Regions from separate parts of the Mus musculus genome. Here region 2 is linked to region 1. Evidence: chromatin contacts called from public HiChIP or PLAC-seq data. All regions are on one chromosome and are shown on one strand. The core of a region is the stretch at or near the end of the contact, and the rest is flanking DNA. Distances in the headings are between cores, read along the strand shown.

The links. HiChIP or PLAC-seq counts read pairs in DNA pulled down with a chosen protein or histone mark.
Region 2: a contact with region 1 is called in an H3K4me3 HiChIP or PLAC-seq map of embryonic forebrain, with 4 times the contacts expected there. The contact joins two enhancer-like sites. A contact is called at or near these places in 4 of 115 datasets of contacts at active chromatin or transcription factors (astrocytes, embryonic forebrain, forebrain and 1 more).

What each region holds. Positions count from the first base shown.
Region 1 is chr13:84,056,524-84,061,336 of GRCm38.p6, reverse strand. All of the region lies in intron 1 of Gm17750 (predicted gene, 17750), which reads left to right. Among named protein-coding and RNA genes, the nearest start is that of Gm17750, 5.8 kb to the left of the region's middle. RefSeq lists an enhancer at 263-3,106. Within about 2 kb of position 1,861, at least 74 of the 459 cell types and tissues checked have an H3K27ac peak or open chromatin away from gene starts, as enhancers often do. A contact at or near this core is called in embryonic forebrain and forebrain, where this site is marked.
Region 2 is chr13:84,282,859-84,287,671 of GRCm38.p6, reverse strand. It overlaps Tmem161b (transmembrane protein 161B), which reads right to left. Exons shown (of 12, transcript NM_175187.5): 6 at 4,810-4,813; 7 at 4,308-4,368; 8 at 3,547-3,687; 9 at 874-987. Among named protein-coding and RNA genes, the nearest start is that of Gm41011, 59 kb to the left of the region's middle. Within about 2 kb of position 1,946, at least 48 of the 459 cell types and tissues checked have an H3K27ac peak or open chromatin away from gene starts, as enhancers often do. A contact at or near this core is called in embryonic forebrain and forebrain, where this site is marked.

The DNA of each region.
Region 1 (4,813 bases), core at 612-3,111:
AAGCCTCCGAGTTAAATCTCAGAGTTCTTTTCAGATTGACTTTGTATACTGATTATTTGTAAAAAATAACATTTGAGTGCATAGCTATATAACATTTAAGCTGTTGGGAGATACCGAGCCATTCATATTGTTCAGTCATTTATGTTTTAATGCATGGTCCTAAGTCCTAGTTACCTTAGAAAGAAAAAAGTGTTTGTTTACATAAGTTGCTATAGCAACAGTAGTTAGAAATTGTAGTTGGAAGAGGATGAGGAGCATGCCGGCCTTCAGCTCTTTGCATGGATAGATCTCTTTCTAAGACTCTGAGAGCGTCTTCAATTTATTGCTCACATGTTACCTCATGTTTAAGAACTTACTGTGAGAATGTATTCAGAGATACAATCATCTGATTCCCCCCCCCCCCTCCCCACACACTTTTTATTTGCCCCAGAAATCAGCCTTGCCCTATTTGGAGAATTCAGAGATGTTATGGACCTTTTAGTGTTTCAACAAAAAGTTGAGGACCGTGAAGTCAGAAATCCTCTCCCCAAATGTTAAGGGCCAGGTTGCCTGCTGCTGTTTCTCTGTGCAGACTCATGGAGACGGGTGCCTCTCAGCCTTTGCTCTGCCCTCTCTTCTGTGATTTCTTTATTTTTTAAATTGGCCCTACCCTTTTCTACTAGATCGCTTGATTTGGCCATACTTCCCTTAGTACATTCTCATTGTTGCTCTCAGAACTTATATGAGGTTTGGACTGGTAGTGTTTTTCCTTATTTTCAAAGCTTTGAGATTCAGATGTGAAGAGCTAAGACAGTTCTCTGGACATGCTCACAGATTCTACCCAAGACCTTAAGCCATGCTTTTACACTTATGGGAAAAGGAAAAAATATGCACAAGCTTCTGATACTAAGGGCACAGCCTGGACATACACCTTGTCCTCTTCTTCTTGGCCTCATCTGCCCTAAAGAATGAATATATTCATCCCTAAGGTTGCTGCTTCAAAGTGACCAGTGAGATGCTAACAGGTCAGCTGGCTGTCCTGTTGGACAGAGGGTCCATAAATCAGAGAAGACTTGGTATGGTTGAAAGAAGAAGGTAGTCCAGCCTGAGGGGAGCCCCCTGTAAATCTCTCCAGGAGCTTTGTTCCTGGTAGGGGTAGGGGTGGGGGTTGGAGTTGGGGTAGTCATGGCTGTAGCTGTTATTAATGCCCTGGCCCTCCTGCAGTGGGTGCTAACTTCTTGTGCATGAGAGCTGCCTCTACCCTTCCCAAACATCGGCTGCTTGGAAAAGTCAAGCAGGGCTGAACTCTGATTTTCATTTAATAGTCAAAACCAAGATGCGTTTGGGCTATGATGATAGGACAGCTCCCTTGAAAAGATTATTTGAACTACAAAGGCATTCATTTAGGGCTAGCGATGTTGCAAAAGGGTCTGCTAGAAATTAGCAGCCTGTCCTGGTATTTGGAGAGCAAGAGTGACAACTTACTGGAAGTTCTCAAGGAATCATTTATATTTCACACTCCACTAGGCAGCTGATTTGAGATTGTCTGTTAGCATAACAAAGGCTCTGAGCCTGTGAACTTCAGAAACCTTTCGACCTCTTAGCTGCTGGCATGAATAGCCCCCAGTCCTGCCTATAGAGATCTCCCAAAGCTCCCCTGTTCGTGGCTAAATTGTTAATCAGGGTAATTTAATATAGTTTTCAATATGCCTCATCTCTTATTGGGAAAGGTATTCACAGCTTCCCTACCCCTGAAAAAAAAAAGTTCTTTTATTCAAGTGTGAGAGGGGCAGCTGCAGACAGACCCCCTTCTCTTTACTTCACCTCCCCCCCATCCCACTCCTTCCCAGCCACAGTTTTCTGAGTAGCAACCACGGGGAAAGGACAGAAAGAGAACTACGTTGACATTCCCTTTGCATGCACTCCACCCTGAACCTGAAGCTCAAGGCTGTTTATGCTGCGAGACAACTAAACAAAAACCGCAAGCACCACAGTCATAACTAAAACCTCAGAGTGATCACACACACACACACACACACACACACACACACCCCACACCCTGTTCTCCACCTCCCTTTTACCACCACCCTTTCCCCTCCCCCTTCATCCCTCAGCTCAGCTGCTCTTCTGGCCCCGACAAAATGCACCAGACCCCAAGGCCTGCTCATTTTCATTTTGTCGGAGGCAAAGGCAGCCTGCTCACTCCTTTGCACAGCGACACTCGTCCTGTCCCCTGCATCTACTCTCAGTGTGGCTCCCTCGCAGCGTCAATTCACATGCACATTAGTTAACTGAAGAGCAGGAGCACAAATATATTCATTTTAATCCAGTTAAGACCTAAGAGGTCTCATAGGATATTATTCAATAGTTTGAAAACCAAGTATAAAACTCAGCTTTTGCTACAGTGTTTCATCTCAGGGAGGCCTACAGTATGCCTTTCTTTTGCTTTCCACCAGTGCGTGCTCAAGAAATAAAATGAATAATGAAACAATTATAAGCAAAGAACCAGCTGCAGGTGGATATTCTGTTAAAATATTGTATTGTTGACTCTGTTAATTACCGTACTTCTCGTACCCATGCTCAAATTCAGAATGAGAATTTTATAAGATGAAAGGAAAAAAATATGAAGTCACAAATTGTGTTTCTTTTTTTTTTTTTAAATCAAAAACAGAACAATATATCTCTTAATCATATAGTTAACCTTTTGTTCCCATGTGAGAATTTTAGGCCATTTCTAAACGGTATTTGTGTATTTCTGAGCTGCTGTAAGTGTAGTTTTCTATGGGGTTGTTGCTCTGTCTTTTTGCCTTGTGTCTTCAGGGACTTCTTGCCTTTGTCAGACTTTGGTGGGTCTGTTTGCCTCTTAGCCTCCTACAGTTGGTCAAAGCCAGCATCTAGATCCCAAAGTATTTTCCTTGATAGCTCTCTAGGTTAAGGTGGTTCCTGATGCGGATGGGAGACTTGCTTAACTTACTTGGCACCCTACTCTAGCATCACCAAAGTGCTAGAAAGCAGGGAGACAAATCTCTCTTTATTGCACCAGGGACGGGTTATTCAAGCCCCCCAAACAGAAAAACAAATCCAGACACACTCTCAGGAATACATACCCACTCAGTAGCCCAGCTTCTTTCCCAATCTCATTTTTCTGGGTATTAAAAAATGGCTATAAAAATGGGCTTCTTAATTAATGTAAACATCTCAACAGTGTCCATAGATAACAAAATAATTGCATGCAGTTAGATTATTATCAACTTTCAAATCTGCATTTTCATTGGGGGCGGTGGGTTCTGACAGTTTTAATTCCAGTGTTTTGGAAGTTTTTAGATTATAAACATTTCTATCAATAATCTATGCATTATTCATTTTAATGATGTATATTTTATTTTATTCTTTAAGTAATGATTTTCATTTTTCTTGATTTCTTAAACTAGAATATTTTAAAATATAAATTAATAATTATTATGAGCAAGTAGATTGCTGATTTCTCTTTTAAAAATCCAAAGACATAAAATCATTCATTTCACAAGTTCACAGAAATGTAACTTTCATGAGCTGTCTAGAGAGAAAGAAAATACAGTGGCTTTAAACTCAAGACAGAAAAAAACCCCACACAATTGATATTTTCTGTGCTTTTGCTTAACCCTGTTTTCATTAGCCTTTTCCTCATTAGGATTTATGATCCATGTCCTTTTCTATACTTCCACAGCTCTGATTTCTGTTAAATTTTGTAACAGAGGTTAATGAGTACAAAGGAATAGAAGGCCTGTTTGCTTTCATCTATGATGCTCAGTATTTTAAGGCTGTTTATATTTGCATTTAAATTTTTTCTGTAATTTTAAATTGTTAAGATTCAGTGAAATTAATTACATCAGAGTTATCTAACAGGGAAATTTTTTTTTTTTTAAAAAGGAAATTAAACAGTGCAATTCTGCTGAATTGTAATGTTTTCCTGGGCCTGGACCATCTCATGCCCTCTCCAGCACTGTATAGTTTGGGTTTCATGTTTGTGGAAGAAGAAAGATTGGGGGGAGAAGGATGTGTTTTTGGAATGGTGTTTGACAAGGGGAATGAACGCAGACACCAGAACAATTATATTACAATCCCATTGGGGATGCCAGCACCAAATTTAGCCAGACTGATGGGGCACTGTCTAGACGGTCCCTTTTGTGTATCAGCTGCTTTCTCTCTGCTTTATTGCGTTGCCTCAATGTGTGAGTTGAACATGCATATGGATCCCAAGCATAGCCATTCCTGCTATTAAACCTGCTGTCATTTGGCTAACACTCAAGGGCTACGTGTTCCTACTGCATTCCCTTCACGGTATTTTGTAATTAAAATTCAGCTTCCACATTAGTGGTGCAACAAAGGCCATATAACAATGTAGAAGGTGCCTAGACTTTCTTTATATGAAAATATTAACTAGGTAAACATTTTTGTCTTCCCAAACATGTCCGCCTCTTTTTCACTGAAATGAAAGAAAGCCAGAACAATAAGAAATAAAACAATGAGAAGAATGAGCCAGAGTACATATAAATTGCCACCTTTCCTTGTGAAAAGGGCAAAGGACAAAAAGAATGTGTATTAAATGTTTACAGTGTAATTAACAACAGTGTGTGTGTGTGTGTGTGTGTGTGTAGGAGGTTACCCCACTTTGGTAAATCAAGTACAGCCCCATGATCTGGGTTCTTATGGAGTCTCATAAATAGATTCCCAAACTCTTCTTAATAAACAGTTACACGTTGCTTTCTTGTTGTTGGGCAGATAGGAAATCTCAGAGACATTTCACTTCTGGGCAACTGTCAGTATTCTGTTTCATTTGCCAAACTGGTGCAGG
Region 2 (4,813 bases), core at 697-3,196, 230 kb before region 1:
AACTGTAATAGAACTGTAATAGAACCACAGCACGCACCCAGCACACAGAGTAGTTATTAATGCCTGGCAATAAACCGCTTCTTTATTTCTTTGACATCTTGTTCTGCTAAAACATAGTTGTCTAACTGGGGATACATGAGCAGGTAATAATAATAATAATAATTTAAAGATATTACTTTAAATTTTCCTAAGTATGTTGTAGAAAAAAATTTTGTTAGAGATGGCAACTATAGTACTTACTGTATAAAAATATGTCTCTAATTTATTTGAAAACATTTTATCTAAAAGCTATGAATGAAGCAAAAGGAAATGTTAAAATTTTCCATGGATAAGGAAATAAATACTACTTTAGTTTTCATTGGCATTACTTTCCCTCCATAAGTTTCACAGTAGAACAATAATAAAAGCACCGTAGAAGGATCCAAATAGGCAAAATGGCAGATGATAATTGGACATCAGGAGATAAATCTCAGGGTGTATATAGGCTAATATTAGTATAGAATAATATTTGTTAGTATTCTTTTCAAAAAAGTTCAAAAATAGGTTAGAAGATGGCCTGCAGCTTCAGGCTCAAGCCTTATCTTCACCACTTACACTAGTATTAAAGAATAAAGTACCTCCCCTTATCATAAAAGCAGGCAGACAAAAAACTTTAGAAGTGTGACATGTCTTCAATTCTGGTATTCAGGAGGAAGAATCAGGCAGATCTCTGTGAGTTCAAGACCAGACTGATCCACACAGTGAGTTCCAGGACAGTCCGGGCAATATACTGATACTCTGTCTAAAAAAAAATGAACAAACCTACCTACAATTAAAAAAAGCAACTTTGATGTATAGTGAATTAAAACATAGGACTCAAGTACCCATACTTACAGAGGGACACTCTCTCTACCCAACGGTGGGTTCATGATATAGTCTTTGGTGATTGGTTTCACCCAGAGCAGAACCATAAATAAAGGTGCCAAGAAGTTGATATGAAGTAATGTTCTGAAAATATACAAGAAATACACATAAAGATCTAGAAACAAAATGTGCAAGTGTAACTAGGGTATAGCATTTCTAATTATTTACTGTTAACCAGAATCCTTAAGAGCTGAGTCATTATCTTAGTGTTTCAGGTGAGAACATACGGACCTAGAAAGTTCAATGACAATCCCTTAAATCCAGGACTCAATGATAGGTGTTTTAATGATTATCTACAGTGATCACAAGGGAATATACATACACGTCATCTGAAAATTTTCAACACAGCTAAACTGAACATTTGCTTATTATTCACAAATAAATGAGAGTGATTAGAAGTCTTATCAGAAGGCAAATGGCAAATGAAACACAACAGTTTACAACTGAGCAACCTTGCAATATGCAATGATCATTTATAATGCCAAAATTACAAATGACTCAAGATTTGTTATTTCTTGGACTGTTATAAACACAGATGAAATTAATTTACCATATACAAATAAAGATAATGTACCCCCCCCCCCCTATTTTTGGTTCTATGGAACACACCTTGTTATACAGCCTAGCCTGGCCTTCATGCTACTCTCAGCCTCACAAAAGCTGGAACTACGGACATGAGCCACCACACTGGGGCTACATTCCTAATGCAGAAGAGGGATATCAGGATTAAGCTGCAACCTCTCTGTTAACTAAATCTGTATCCTACAGATACACATGGCTTGACAAAAGTTTTCTCTTTGGAACAAAAGACAGACTTGTTACACTATTTTAATACAACACACTGCTTTCATTATCAACCATAGAGAAGGCTTAACTATAGGTTTTAAAACACACAGACTTTTAAATATTACTACACAGACAAACGGTAGGGACAGGTCTGGAGGACACAGGGCTGAGTCAGGAACAACCCAACCACAGTACAAGCTGCACTGCCTTGCCATAGGGGTGCAGTCTGCGCTGCTCCTTTGCCACTCAGGCTACCCACAACAGAACTAGCTTGCCCATACTGTTACAGCATGACAGCGTGAGTGCTGTACCACAACAGGAGGCTGTAAAAAACTGGAAATAACACAAAATCCCAAATTCCCACAAGGAAAACCCTTAAAATAAAGCCACATTTTACTGAAGATAGATGCATCACCCTCTCTCCAACCATCACTAAATGCTTTATGTTTTATAATGTGATTCTTTCATCCCACAGTCTTGGTAAACCATGGAGGGCAGGGAAGAAAGAGCAGTATTAGGTATGCAGTGTTGCTAGGGAACACTCCAGTATCAAGGAGCAGCCCACAGCGGTTTCAGTAGCTTGTGAAGGGCTCCCCTCCACCCACCCTTTTCAGCTTATTTAAATCCTAACACTGGGGTTAGTGGACTGCAGTGTGTGTGTAGAGGGGGGGGGGGGATCAGGTTTTGTCTTAAAAGAAGCCTTTAGAGAGCTGGGTGGTGGGAAAGGCAGGGCATAGTGAAGAGCATGCTGAGTAAAAAAAAAAAAAAAAAAAAAAAAAAAAAAAAAAAAACGTGGGGGAAGATGAAGTAGTGTGTAACAGGGGCGGGGCAGCTAGGAACAAGTAAACATCTAAACACGGAGAAAATGGAGTCAAGGGGAAAAGTGAAAATTAAAGAACATAGGTAAAAGCTAAGAATGTAAAGAGAGGAATTAGGATCTTAAAGTATCTTAAATACAGTGTCCTCCTAGAGGAGCTTACTGACTATACATATGTATATAAGATGGAGGGTTCAAGGACGACCTGCAGTGCAGGTAAGAAGATCCTGGGTATAAACGAAAGCAAATACAAGCTCACCCTTCTGTCAAGGTGGGAGTGGGTGGGTAGGGGAGCAGGGCGGGGGGAGGGTAGAGGGGACTTTGGGGATAGCATTTGAAATGTAAATGAAGAAAATATATAATAAAAAATTGGAAAAAAAAGATGTCTCTATTCATAAACAAACAAAACTCCAATCAACCAAATAAACAAAGACCCCTAAATAAGGACAGAAAACAGCAATGGCTTCAGAGCCATGAGCAGAGGTTTAATGTTTTCTCCTTAGAATCAAAATAGGATTTGGTGGTTAAACTAACTGGATACAGGGTGTTGCATATTATTTACAATCTGGAAATAAAATAATGAATTACTTGAAGTTTAACATGCAGATCAACAACTTAAAATCATTCTTACAAATGTAACTCAGGCTTAAAATTATTTGTCATAAATAAAGATATTAAAATATCTGAATCAACACATAAACTTTAAGTATTAAAAAAAAGTTTTTTAAAAAAATTTTTCTATGAGATTTTCAATTTGAATGTAGAGATCAAAATACTATAAATCTCTGAATTAAAAAGAATATAAACTTTAACATTTTCATTTAAACAGGTAAAAATTAGTTTAACAACAAATGTATTTTTAACACTAGCCTGAAATTTCAAAGAGAAACTACTTATAGCTGACTAAAAACAGGTGTGACATCAAATATTTATTAATATTAATTTTTAATAAAATAATTTATTTTATCACAATAATATACCTTAATTAAGATGGAAAACATATATTTATCTGCATGTGCTTATGTACATTTTCCGCTTACTGTGTAATTTTTTCTGTTGCCATATTCAGGGCATCCAGATGCATTTGAGCCAGCCGTAATCCAGGAAATGTCAAAAAAGCCCCAATGAGTGAACAGAAAACAGCCAGGAAAAATTTGAAAGTAAGTTTTGAAACAGGGCCCCTAGAAATAAAGTTTAAAAAAAAAAAAAAAAAACAACTGATAAATTTTTTGATAACTTACTAAGAACCATTTTTTCTATCCAGGTAATTTACAAGTCATGACAACGTCAGTACATCAAATTATGTACTACACACATACATACTGATCTTATTCTTAACAGGTCATAGTGAACTAACTATAAACTAAACCAGATATTTCTTAAATAATAGCCAACAATCCAAGCTACACATCAATGACATATGGCTCAGATATAAGTTAATTTCATCTTTGGACACAGTGGGATTGTAAGAGCAAATATAGCTAAGAATTTGATGGGAAAGTCTACCTTCAAATGACTGTACACAGTATGAGTAAGGTGTTCCTAAAAGTGGTAACCCGGGGGCTGGCAATGGAGTTTAGGGGTAAGCCCCTCTCACAGTGAGTTTGGAGGTGAGCACCTGCTCGTCTGTATGCACTGGTCCCAGGGTTAGATCCCAATACTGAAATGAGTGAGGGAGAGAAGTGAGAGTCCTATCATAAGGGAATTATTTTACTGATTAAAATCAATTATTTATAGTAAAAATTGCTTTAAGAAGGAAAAACGTTAAATTTAAATAATGCTCAAATTGTCAAAAACTTACTGAGATTCTAAACCCTGCTTTTCAAGAAACTGCATTGCACTGTCTGAAAAATTTGTAAACCCTGTAGGAAAAAAGAGACTACTGTCATCATAGGGTGAAATATACTCTTAGAAAACACAGCATCTTATATGCTAATGACTAGCCTCTTTCTCTGTGTTAAAAAGTATGCTATGATGCAATAAAAATCAGTTATTTGCAAGAACAGTCTCTAAAACATCCCTTTGGTACTTGTACATTTCATGAGTGCAGAAAATTTGAAATTAATTCCTTAGCATTACAGAAATTAATTAAACCTTAAGAAAAAACTAAGGGTGCAACATTTTGGGAACAAGGTTAATAAAATCTAATAAAACAGTAACAATAAAGATCTCATTGAAGATTAGTAAAGGTTAATTAGAACATAAGCCAACTCAACATTTAAATATTTATCTGACAAAACTTAAATACTAAAATAAAAAATATATAACTAAAACTGATTTTTAAAGTTGTATAAAAGTTTTACCTGT